Regions from separate parts of the Mus musculus genome. Here region 2 is linked to region 1. The links are chromatin contacts, called in public HiChIP or PLAC-seq maps. All regions are on one chromosome and are shown on one strand. Each heading gives the region's core, a stretch centred on a gene start, on an enhancer-like site or on the middle of the called end of the contact. The rest is flanking DNA. Distances are from core to core; before and after follow the strand shown. Region 1 has its middle 150 kb from the start of Gm31466. Region 2 overlaps Gm31813 (a long non-coding RNA gene).

The links. HiChIP or PLAC-seq counts read pairs in DNA pulled down with a chosen protein or histone mark.
Region 2: a RAD21 HiChIP or PLAC-seq map of pro-B cells shows a contact between it and region 1, with 20 times the contacts expected there. The contact joins two enhancer-like sites. A contact is called at or near these places in 2 of 15 datasets of contacts at CTCF or cohesin (the NIH/3T3 cell line and pro-B cells) and 9 of 484 Hi-C or Micro-C datasets (the AML12 cell line, the C3H10T1/2 cell line, DN2 thymocytes and 5 more).

The regions. Positions count from the first base shown.
Region 1 is chr3:20,651,437-20,658,171 of GRCm38.p6, forward strand. No RefSeq gene overlaps it. Among named protein-coding and RNA genes, the nearest start is that of Gm31466, 150 kb to the left of the region's middle. Within about 2 kb of position 4,030, at least 5 of the 459 cell types and tissues checked have an H3K27ac peak or open chromatin away from gene starts, as enhancers often do. A contact at or near this core is called in pro-B cells, where this site is marked.
Region 2 is chr3:21,908,847-21,915,581 of GRCm38.p6, forward strand. All of the region lies in intron 3 of Gm31813 (a long non-coding RNA gene), which reads right to left. Among named protein-coding and RNA genes, the nearest start is that of Gm31813, 52 kb to the right of the region's middle. Within about 2 kb of position 2,410, at least 58 of the 459 cell types and tissues checked have an H3K27ac peak or open chromatin away from gene starts, as enhancers often do. A contact at or near this core is called in pro-B cells, where this site is marked.

The DNA.
Region 1 (6,735 bases), core at 2,780-5,279:
GTGATGACAAGCACCAGGCATCACTGTGTTCATTTCTTACTTGGCCATTCAGGGACTTCCAGCTTCAGTCATAAATAGCAGACAACAGAGCTGTGGAGTACAGCAAGTTGTGTGAACTGTATTCTGAAGGAGCAACAAATATTGTTTGGGAACTACGGTAAAAAGGAATTGAAGAAAACCTGCTAAAAAATGGTAATACAGAAAGTCTGGCCTACCCTTAACAACCTGGGTGATTAATGAGACCACGCTGAGAGCAAAGTTAAATTCTTTAAAAGAAAGTTTATTATTTATGCCTCAAAACTTCCTTTTTTGTTTAGTTATTGTTCTACTACTGGAAACACCATAGAAACAAATGCTGAAGTTCTACTCTGAGTCCTGATTCTGCTATAATTACTTTGGGGAGGTTATTTAACCCCACTAAGCTTGTGTTTCTACATCCTTGAAATAAATATTGTAATACTGACCTTATATGGTAATTTTGAAAACTAAATGCACAAAAAATTGCATGAAAATGTACTATAAGCCATAAAATGGACAAAGCGGTAGCTTTTTTATACCTACACATGATGTTCCTATAGCATTATACTAGATTCTCTCCAACTGCATGGCACAAAACGGAACACCAATCATAGGCATATTACAAAAAATAGGTTTGTGACTTTTTTAATTTTATATTTTTAATATAGTTTTGCTTTTAGGATTTATTTACTTTTTAGTGCATGGGTATGAATTTTTGACTGCATTTTGCCTATATGTACACCACATGCTTATCTGATATCTGTAGAGGCCAGAAAAGGGCATTTTCTCCCTTGGAACTGGAGCTGCAGGTTGTGAGTCATTGGATGAGGTCTGAGAGCTGAAATTGCACGCTCTTTAAGAGAAGTATGTATTCTTAACAACTGAGCTATCTCTCCATCCCATTAAAAAGATTCATTTAATTTTAATTTGGTGTATGTGTGTGTGTGAGTATCGGTATATGCATATGTGCCCATGGAGTCTTGAAGAGTACCTTTGCTCCCCTGAACCTAGGGTTATATGTCATTGTGAGCCACTCATTGTAGATGCTGAGAATCAAACTTGGGTCCACTGCAAAAGCAGCAAATGCTTTTAGTCACTGGGACCATCACTCCAGGCCCTGGTTTGGGGGTCATTTTTGTATGTGTGTGTGTAAAATAGCCTCTTCCAAGATGGTTGCACTATAATCTTAATGTGTCTCCTCCAATTCATGTATGGGAAAACTTAATCCCCAATACAGCAGATTTGGAGGTCAGCCTCTTGAGAAATGTTTTGGTAATTAGACTTTGTCTTTTTGAGAGGGCTGGTCTCATTAGCTGTGCCATTTTCTTTAAACTAGGACATTCTATCCTGGAGGCAGGAGGGAGAATCATGAAATTTACAATACTCAGGAAGTTCAGAAAGTTACATGATTTTTGGGTCCATCTAAAGGTTTTCCACCAGTAATAACTGCTAGGAAAGAGGGGACTTTTAGTAGAGCTGCCTGTAAGTGGGGCAGGAGCTCAAGGTAAACAACTTTCGAGAATCATGTCTCATACTGAAGTAGATTTTTCCAGTGATATAGCTTTTTTAAGCCACCTACAATATGGTAAGATAGATAGAATATCTTTCTATGCTCTAGTCAGTAATCCTGGTAAATTTCTTATATTTGCCCCTTGGGTGTATGTAATAGTTTCTTAAATCTCTGTTGGTATCATACCCGAAATGAATATGCATTTAATCATATATGCCCACGAAGTGTCAAATTATAGAATGCGTTTGTAGAATTGGCCTTCTTTCTTCTCTTCTGTCCCTTCAAACTCACTTTGCTATCCTGTGAATGAGGAATTAGATCTTCAGATTTTCAGTCTCTAAAGTGGTAATAAATTACCTTTTGCTATTTGTAAACTTCCCAGATGCTGCTATTTTGTTTCAGCACTATGAGTGCAGTCACTTAGGCTTGCTTGTACGGGGTAGGTTCTAATGCTTTAATTGGGAATCTGTGTGTGAACAATGAAGGTCCTATTCCCCCAATTAGTTCTTGATTAATCAATATAGATGCTAATGGTGAATGGCTGGGCAGAAGAGGCAGGGCTTAAGATCCCTCAGGCAGGCTAAGAGACACAGGAGGAGGAAAGGGTTTGGAGGGATGGAGAGTCACCAGCCATGTGACTATTTACTGCTTCCCTAAGCTGGAGATTAGAAACAGAGCTAAGCTGAGGGTAGATGTCTAATGTTGAGCCAAGAGAAGGTAACTGGGCAACTAAGCTAAGGGCAGATGTAGGCTGTTGAGCAGGGAGTAAAGGAAAAGCCACGATAGGTGTGGGAGGCTTAGAAAAGCCAAGCCACTGAACCACACTAGTTGGAGGAGGCTTAGAAGAGCCCAGCAGCCGAGCCATAAGGCAAGTTCAAAATGAGCACTGTGTGTGTGTGTGTGTGTGTGTGTGTGTGTGTGTGTGTGTGTCTTTTATCGGGGGATCCAAGGGAACCATGGTGGTGGCCTGGAGCTTAAAGCACCGTAGTAGAAGGTACACACTACATTTGCCAGAGGCTTTTTTTTTTCTGTTAATAATTAAATGTAGATTACAAATTTCTGCCTTATGAAGCTTATTTCATACCTTAAACCTTACTTTGATTTATTTCATACAAAGCCTAATTTCAAGCGTATGTATGTAGCCTTTCTTTCCATGAATCATTTCTGTATCTTCTTATTCCTTTTGTATTTTTCTACCTTTAGTCTCAGCCTATACCAGGACATCTCTTTCTTCTGGGTGAAAACACACAAGTACAAAGAATAAGAATGAAACAATTTGTTTTTCCCTAGACATAGGAAAAACAAAATCAAAACAAAACAACCTAAAACCAGATTCTATTGATTTGTTGTGTTCCCCACTGCACAAACACCTCAGTTTAGTGTTGAATCCCTTTTAATACATTTTTTTTTCTAAATTTCCCCATGAGAAAATTTCTAAATTCCCTCATTTTTCCAGGTTATGTCAGCAAAGATCTTTACATCACAAAGCTCAGTGCCGTTTCTCTTCTGGGTAAATATATTTCCCCTCTTTTTAGGTATTTTTCTCTGTTTCTAAAACTAAACTGGCAACTTCTGAAGTGAAGGACAAAGCTTAAGGCAAGAGAAAATGGCTTTTGTGTTTATATTAAAAAATCCAATACCTGTTTGAGCTTACTGTGAATGAGTGTGGTTATATGAATGAGAATGGCCGCCATAGAATCATACTTGGATAGTAAGATCTTACTCTTTTTAGCTAAATGGGACTTGAAATTCCCTGGTTTATTTTTATTTAAGAGGCTCTGTACTACTCTTGGAAACTGGCGTTTGCCAGATAACTGAGTTCAGAAGCTGTGGAGAAGTGTCCAGCTCAATGCTTAAGTGTTGTTTTCACAAAACACATAGCTGTGTGTTTGCTGCTTGCTTTGATTGCAACAGGAACCACTTCCCATTGTCACTTAGCTACCGTGTGTCTTTTATCAGGTCAAGAAACACAGCATTAAGCAAAGAAGACCCTAAGCTAAATGTCAAAGATCTGCATATGGAATCTCTGAGATGTCACCTGTAAAATGCAGGCATATTAAAGAGGAAGGGATGCCTCAAGAAATGAGCTCTGGTTACTTCATCTTCTGCTATAATATTAATGACACTTGACCTTCTTAATCTCAATTTTCTTCCTTTTCTGCATATGTTTGGAAAACTAGAAAACATATTTTTTATTTAAGATATTTCCATTCTTTGGGGAAAGATAATTATGTAAATTTGAAACAGAAAGTAATAGACATTTATTTCTGAGCCCAATTTATTTGAGAAGTTTTCTGTTATAGGGAAGTCTGTGAGCACAGACTCTTCAGTTTCCCATGTGTCTATTATGGAAATTGAATTATTTATTTCAATTATGCATTCAATAAAATCACACTCTTTTCAATGGATGTTTTCTTAATGAGGATAGCTGCAGTTTCAGAAAAAGCCTTTCCACACAAACTATCCTGCAGTTTACCAGAATTTGCTGCTGTACACCTTCATCTACTCTAGAGGGCAATAGAGTGTTAAAAATGAAAGATGTTTTCAATGATAAAATCTATAAAACCCTTAAAATCAATCTTCCCATAAAACTGAAAAAGAGGTGGGGGTGGAGGTGGACCTAGCCAGAGAAAGGTGCTCGTGACAGGATGATAATCTCAAACACAAAGTCCAGGGGGAATTAGGCAGCAATTGAAGCTGTCAGCTGAGTAGGTGCATGAAAAATGTAAGAAAACCTCCCCCAAGTTACATAATGTTGAGAACAACATATAAAAGAAAGATAGTAGCAAAAACATAAGAAAATGACAAAACAAAACAGCATCACGATCATACTCCCAATATAGTGGGAACAGATGTTTGAGGTTGGTCATTCTGAGATGATCACTGTGCAGATTATAATGATTCACCTAGACATTCCATGATGCTTAGACGATAGTGACCAGAGGCAGAGGAAGGAGTTGTCTGGTTCTTCATTTGGGATATTTGTACTTATAAACAACCCATCTTTTCAGCTCCATTTCACTCCTGTTCATTCAATTCTGGTCCATGGCCCTGCCCTCTTACTCTAGAGAAACAGGATGCTGACTGGACCCTACTGGCTGAGCTCCCCCTGCCTTCAGCTCTCTGTGCTAGTCTTCACTTGCCATCCAAGTTATTTCTTCATGATTAGTTGTAACTGAACTCTGCTTGTCCTTATGGTGCCATCTTCTCTCACTTTTGCCAAAACTTGCTTAGCTTTTCAACCAGTAAATCTCCCCTTACTCCCTCACACATCTGCAGGTTCATTTCCCTCAATCTTTAAAATATATTTGAGCATTTCTCAACCAACTTCCCCAACTTAAAATGAAAGAAAAAATAACTTTGCCTCTTCATTAAGCAACTGCCTAATCTCTCTCCTCTGTTTTTCCACATCTCTAATAGTAATCTATCATCTGTTTTAATTCACTTTTTAGTCCACTGCAGCCTGACCTTCATATTTGCTGAACTTGGCTTTGCCTGAATCTTTAAAGACCTTTTCCACAAATGGATCTTTTCAATATAATGGAATTATAGATCTTACACTTTTGCATTTGACAATTCACCTTGAACACTCTGGTTCCTTTTCTAAGCAACACTCCCCTTATTCTTCCTGAATATCTCTGCTGCTCAACAGCTAAGTTCTTTCCTATGCCAGATCTCATCATTCCAACATCTAACAATCTTTACTGGTTCTGAACCAACAACAGATAAAGTGAGTTCTCTGAGCCCTGCACAGCAGGCATAATTTTCAGTAACTTACCTGGGCTATAATAGTGAGGCTCAAATATAAGTATTTATAAAATGAATAAATATATCAGTCACTGAAAATAGTTCATTGTTTTTAAAGTTGTTACAATTTGGTACTCAGTGTTTTGTGTGTTTATTTGTAGATGCTGAAAGAAATTAAGCACCTGATGTGTGACCATTGTGATATAGGATACTATAGTGAATCAGGCCAACATGCTTACTGTTTGTGGAATAGCATCATTGCATATGGGTCTTTTGAGAACTTTATATCTTAAAATAATTCACTTTGCTATTCATTATTACAATGGTGAAAATATTTTCTATAAAAGGGTTGAAAATGTATTTGCTGAGTCTGATATTAAGTTGACTTGCAGCAAGTTTTATTCACTTTATTTTGGTCTATGCTGTTCTTCATGTGCAGTCATGCATTTGACCACTTGTGCAGAACCAGATACAGATGATATGCAAAGAAGTCAAGGTGGTCACAGTCTAATAAAAATCCATTTGATAAAAATTCTAATGTTGAATGTTGACCTTAATATGATTTTTCACATGTAAGAAAATGTGTTCCTCCTTTTTCCTCCATTGCTGGTGGGATTGCAAACTGGTACAACCACTCTGGAAATCAATCTGGAGGTTCCTCAGAAAATTGGAAATATATCTACCTGAAGACCCAACAATAACACTCTTGGGAATATACCCAAAAGATGCCCCAGCATGCTACAGGGGCACATGTTCATAGCAGCCTTATTTGTGATAACCAGAAGTTGGAAACAACTTAGATGTCCCACGACAGAAGAATGGATACAGAAAAATGTGGTTCATTTACATGACAGAAACTACTCAGCTATTAAGAATGAGGACAAATAATGCAGGCAAATAGATGGAACTAGAAGAATACCATCCTGAGTGAGGTAACTCAGACCAGAAGGATGTACATGGCATGTACTCGCTAATAAGTGCATATTAGAAAAAAAAAAAGTACCTAATACCCAAGATACAGTCCACAGAACTCAAAAAGTTCAACAAGCTGAAATGCCCAGGTGAGGATGCCTCAGTTCCACTTGGGAGAGAAAAGAAAGCAATCACAAGTGGGGAGGGAGGGAGGGACCTGGGAAGCAAAGTGGACAGGTTTGGGGGGGGGGAAGTATGGGGGGAGAGGAGAACATGATCTGGTATTGGGTGAGGAAAAAGGACTGAATCCCTGAGCATCAGCAAGTAGAAAGAATGGAAAAAGACAACCTCAGGAAATAGGAGGTTGGGGGACCCTCCAGAATGCACCAGGGACCTGGGAGGTGAGAGACTCTCAGGACTCAAAGAGAGAGACCTTAGATGAAATGCATGACAGTAGGAAGAGAGAACTTATATAGCCCACCTCCAGCAGGAAGACAAGACATCAAGTGAGGGATGGGGTTGCCATTACATAGTCACATGTCTGACTT
Region 2 (6,735 bases), core at 1,160-3,659, 1.3 Mb after region 1:
GTCCATTATTCACCACTTCAAATAATATTCACCATTAAATGATGGCATATTAATCATGTGGATTTCTATTTTTAATTATTTACTTATGTATTATATTTAGGAAGAGGGAGGGGCTTGTGCAAGCCAAAGGACAACTCGTGGGAGTTGATTCTTTCCTTTCGCCAAGTGTGTCGCAAGTGTTGAACTCAGGTCATCAGTGCCTTTACCCACAAAACAGAGACAAGGTGACTACTGAAAACCAAAGGTCAACTGCCGCAAAGACACTCATCTTTGAAACAGTATCTAAATTCATTTTTTTAAAGAAATGTTTATCTATCTGGAAGAAGCAGTAAGAGATTATAGCAGTATTTGTTTTTTTGTTTTGTTTTGTTTTCAGAAAAATCTTGTGCAGTCAGTCTTGTCAGGTATGAGTGGTTTTCAAATATCCAGAAACTGAACCTTGGGTGTGAAATATCTACACTCAAACTTCATTTGTATGACAGAAAGACAGATTACTGTAGTTATGTTCACATTGTTTGTTAAGTTAGATGCATGAAAATTGAAAATGAATTCTGTTATTGAAACCAGATCTTAAAGTGTCTGCTCTGTCCAACTGGCCTTCAAAAGTTTACCTTATATAATGTTGCTGAGCTGTTAGACTTTTGAAAAGTACCATCTATGGTGTTTTCATGTAGTGCAGTAGCTGCTACAATGTTATCTAGTCTCATGACAAAAATGGGCATAGATGTGCTGGAGAGAAGGCTCAGGTCTGCAGAGACCTCACTGCTCTGCCAGAGGACCCGTGCTTAGTTCCCTGCACCCATACCAAGCAACTCACAATCCCAGCTCCAGGGGATCCAATGTCCACTTTATGCCTCTGCAGGTACCCATATACAGTTGGCATATATTCACAAAGACACACACATAAACATAAATTAAAAATAGAAATAATAAACAAGTGGGCATAAAAAGTTTCATTACCAGTTGAACAGAATCTTTTACTGCTCAGAAGCATGAATATATAACTTATCTTCCTCTCTTGGGTCTTATATTTCTATTTAACTCACAATGCAACTTACCTAGGTACTAAAATTTTGCGAACTGTATCCCTTCTAATCTCAATGATATTGATCCCTTGGTTATTTTGGTTTTTGTTTGTTTCTTTTGTTGCATTTTTCATTGCTTAATCACTGGCTTAAAGCCAACTTGATCTTTAACCATTCCTAGGGAAAGTATTTCTGGTATGGTTGTTTAATAAGGTGAAATAGGATGGCATGGATGGAAAATACTTAAGACTATAACCTCATGTTCATTCTTCCTGCTGAAAGTTTTATTAGTTTGTTTGTTATTAGGCAGGGTCTCATGTAACCTAAGCTGGGTTCAAATTCCCTGTATCACAAAGGATGACCCTGAACTTCTGATCCTCCTGCCTATGTCTCTCAGGGGCTAAGATTACAGTTGTACGCTATCATGACTGATTTATGCAGTGCAGGGAGAGACCCCAAGGGATCCTGAAAGCTAAGCCAAGCATTCTGCCCACTGAGCTGAATCCTTAGTCCCATTTCCATTTTACATCTGCAAACCCAGATTTCTTCCAAAGAGACACACATTACCTGCATGATATGCTTAACTGTTTAACTAAGGAACTATTTTTAACTCTTGATCAAAGGAATCTACGCAGACAAGGAACACGTGTGGGATCTGTGAACATTGTTATGGCAGTGCAGGGAGTCTTCCTGAGTGAGACAAGGACAGATAAGGAAAGTACAATAAGAGGGTCCAGCAAAACACTGAGATATAGAGGTCACCACCACAGAGGGATGGAGAAAAGGAAGGAGATGGAAGTACACAGAGGCAAGATCTGGAAGCATACAGCCTGCTGATTCGTTAGATGGATGGTAATGGGAAAGTCATGGGACATCTGTGGAACTCACCAGTGTGACACAACTGGGGGACACATCTGAAATCCCAGATCTTAAGTAGAGGCATGTGACAGGAAGATCAGAAATTGAGAGTCATTTCTGATTACATAGTAGGTTTGAGACTAGTACGGGCTACTTTAAACCCTGTCTTGAAAAAGGAAGAAGAAAAAAGAATGGAGGAAAATTAGAATTTCTTGTCTAATGTGTGGGTAGCAATGTTACTGATACCGTCATGAATTATATTAGCATCAAGAAAAAGGGTAAGATTAAGATGTCTGTGCATTCTACCGATTGAGTCCTGTGTAATAAATAACTCCCCAAGTGAAGGGTTGAAAACAGCAGTCATAGATACCCTGATCTGCATTAGGAAGAGTATACTGGTGACTCCCATATTGCTTTCCTTTGCTGGCCATGACATCCTGAGTCAGGAAGGCAAGGGCTCCCTTTGGCATGGCCAACTCACAGGAAGTTAAGCTGGTGTTGGGTGCCAACCTCTGCTAGGCTGTTAGCTGGAACATCTATGTGGGCTTCCTGTGTGGTTTGGTACTATTTCCCCAGCAGGATATCTGGGGGCTAAAAGTACAACTGAAGTATAAACCACTTCCTGCAGCTTCAGTGTGGCACCAGAGGACATCCAGAAGATTCCATTGGTCAAATATCCATAAAGCTCAAACTCTAAAATAGGGTCACAGTCAATGCCTCTCAGTGGGATGAATGTCAACTCGTTTTGGTCATGTTTAGTTTGTCCATGGTGGTTTGGTTTGATTTGATGTCACTTTGCCTATATTGAAAGTATTGGGCTAGCCTGGACTACATAAGAATGTGTCTTTTAAAAAAAACAGAGATGGAGATGAAAAAGAAGAAGAGGCAGTGGGAAAGGAAAGGGAGAGTGAGGAGAGGGAATTTTGGATGGAAAACATCAAAAATGAATACAGAAGTAATAGGTTGGAAGCTAGAAAAATATGACTCTCTAAAGTTGCTTTCAACAAATATACAAACTATGAACAATGCTATAACTATTAAGGAAATTGAATCACTATTTTGAAACATTCAACATTTCTACAATGAAAACACCAGATTCAAATACCTTCATTAAAACAAATTCCTGGTGTCCCAACCCACAACTTGGGTGAAGACCTTCTGCTCAACCACAGGCCATGCTTTGCCAGAAGAATGGGTAGGATGCCCATGAACACCCTCCACTCTCTCTGTTCCAGCAGACCCAGTCCTCAAGTCTGTCCCTAGAACGTGCAACAGAGCACCAGCTGAAGTCTTCCCTGTCCATGCCTCCTGTGAATCCCACAGACTAAAAGAATGGATTTGAAAATAGAATCTATCCTTCTGCTACATACAAGAAACAACTTAAAATCAAGGAGAGATATTAGCTCAGAATAAGGGTTGGAAAAAAGATATTCCAAACAAATGGATCTAAGTAACACTGGAAAATCTAAAAGACATGGATGATTTTCTCTGGTACCATTTACCAGAGTTAAGTTAAGAGCAGATAAAAAAAATTAAACAGACCTATAACACCTAGTGAAATGGAAACAGTCATTAAAAGTCTCACAACCAAAAAAAGAAAAAGAAAATGAAAAATTCAGGGCCAGATAGTTAAGCACAGAATACTTTCAAAGAAGTGTTTACATAAATACTCCTCAAATTATCCACAACATATAAACAGAAGGAACATTGCCAAATTCATTTTATGAAGTCACGGTTACTCTGATACTCTAACCACATAAAGACTCAACAAACAAAGAGAACTACAGACCAGTTTCTCTTATGAACAGAGGTGTAAAAATACTCATTAAATACTTGCAAATCAAATTCAAGAACACATCAAAAAGATCATTCATTATGATCAAATAGGTATCATCCCAGAGGTGAAGGGATGGTTTGATCTATGAAAACAAGTCAATGTAATCCAACATCTAAATAAACTGAAAAGAAAAATCAACATGATCATCTCACTAGCTGCTAAAAAGAACTTTGACAAAATCCAACACCCTTTCATGATAAAAGGTCAGGAGAAATGAGGAGTATAAGGGACATAAATAAACAAATAAAGGCAATTTATGACAAGTCTATAGCCAGCATCAAACTAAATGGAGAGAACTCAAAGTGATTCTACTATAATCAGGAACAAGACAAAGTTGTCTAGTCTCTCTATATTTATTCAATATAGTACTTGAAAATTTAGGTAGAGCAATAAGAAAAATGAAAGAAATCAAGGGGATGCAAATTGGAAAGGAAAAAGTCATAGTATCAATACTATGATATGATATGATATGATATGATATGATATGATATGATATGATATATAAGAGACCCTAAAAATTCCACCTGGGAACTCCTACAGCTGATAAACTCTTTCAGCAAAGTGGTTGAATACAAGATTAAGTCAAACAATTAGTAGCCCTCTTATATACAAATGACAAACAGGCTGAAAAAGAAATCAGGGAAATAATAACCTTCATACAATTGCCTCAAACAGTATAAAGTATCCTGGAGTAATTCTAACCATGTAAATGAAGGATCTGTACAATAAAAATGTCAAGTCTTTGAAGAAAGAAATTGAAGAAGATATTAGAAGATGGAAAGATTTCCCATGCTTATAGATTGGTAAGATCAGCATGATAAAATGGCCATTCTACCTAAAACAATCTATAAATTCAATCCAATGCCCGTTAAAATTCCAACACAATTCTTTACAGTCCTTGAAAAGAAAATTCTCAACTTCATAAGAAATAACAAAAAGCCTAGAATATCTAAAACAATCCTGAACAATAAAAGAACTGCTGGAGGTATCACTATCCTTGATTTCAAGTTGTACTACAGAGCCATAGTAATGAAAACTACATGGTATTGGCACATATACTGACATACTGATCAATAGAATCAAGTTGAAGACCCAAACATAAATCCACACACCTATAGACATTTGGTCTTTAATAAAGAAGTCAGAAATACATGCTGGGGAAAAAAGCATCTTCAACAAATGATGCTGGTCTGACTAGATGTCTACATGTAGAAGAATGCAAATAGAACCATTTCTATCATCCTACACAAAACTCAAGTGAATCAAATACCTCAGTGTAATACTAGGTATTCTGAACTTGATTAATGAGAAAGTGGAAGATAACCTTGAGCACATTAGCACAGGAGACAATTTCCTGAACACAACACCAATATCACAGGTACTAAGATCAACATTTAATAAATGGGACCTCAAGACAAAGGACACTGTCAATCAGAAAGAGCAGCAGCCTACAGAATGGGAAAAGATTTTTTTCCAACTCCACAACTGGTAAAGAATTAATATCCAAAATATATAAGGAACTCAAGAAACTAGATGGCAACAAACCAAATAATCCAATTAAAACATGGGGGTACAGATCTAAACAGAGCATTCTCAAATGAGGAAACATAAATAGCTGGGGAACACTTAAACATCCTTAGCAACCAGAGGTATGCAAATCAAAACTACTGTGAGATTCCTGTCAGAATGGCTAAGATTAGTAACACAATCGTCATGCTGGAGAGGATGTAGAACAAAGGTGATACTCCTCCACTGCTAGCAGGAGTGCACTTATATAGCCACTATGAAAATCAATGTAGAGGTTCCTCTGAAAACTGGCAATCTATCTCAAGACCCAGCTATAATACTCTTGGGCATATGCCCAAAGAATGCTTCATCCTACCACAAGGACATGCTCAACCATGTTCACTGAGGTTTTATTCATAATAGCCAGAAACTTGAAACAGATTAAGAAAAATGGTACCTTTACACAATGGAGTATTACTCAGCCATAATAATAATAACAACAACTTCATGAAATTCGCATGAAAATGGATGCAACTAGGGGGAAAAAAAGTCCCAAGTGAGGTAATTCAGACCCAGAAAAATACATATGGTGTGTACTCACTTATAAGTGGATATTAGCTGTTAAGTAAATAATTATCAGGCTACAATCCACAGACTTAGAGAGGTTAGGTTAAGTGGAGGTCTCTAGGGAAATGAATGGATCCCTAGAAAGGGGAAACAGAATAGATTTCATGGGTGGGATGGGGGCAGGTGGTGATGGAAGTAGGAGGAATCACATTGGGGAAGATGGGATAAAAGAGAAGAGTACAAGCAGAGATGGCTGGGATTGAGGGAAGTTTAAGGATAGTGTGCAAACCTAGTACAGTGGAAACTTCCTGAATCTATGAAGGTGACCCCAGTGAAGACTCCTAGTAACAGCGGATATGGACTCTGAACTGGTCATCTCTTGTAGCCAGGCAAGGACTGGACTGGGTGTTCTCGGTTGAATTATAAGTTGAGGGGCTCCTGAGGAAATCCACAAATCACTGAGACTGACACTAGGACGGAGGGATGATGCTCTCTGAAAGCTGACAGTGGGGCCCCATCCACACAGCTCATTGACAGTAAGGGTTCAAGCTTTCACCCCTACAGTCCAATCTCTTTGGCATTTACTAAAAGAGAAGCCAGGACACCAACCCAGCCACAAAACTTCCAACCTACAATGTTCTCCTTCCTGCAAGATGGGCTGGGCCAATAGTAGCACAGAATGTGGGGGGATTGGCCAACCAGTATCTGGTTTAACTTGAGGCCCACTCCACAAAAGGGAACCCATGCCTAACATTGCCAGGAATAGTCAGGAACCAGAAAGTGGATATTCTAAATACCTAGAGTAGAATCAAACACAACTGAGGAAAAAAAAAAATCAATGAATGATTCCTAATGATGGCTCCTATACTCGTAGATTGTGCCTTGCCCAGATGTCATCAGAGAGGCTTCCTCCCGCAGCAGATGAGAGCAGGTGCAGAGATC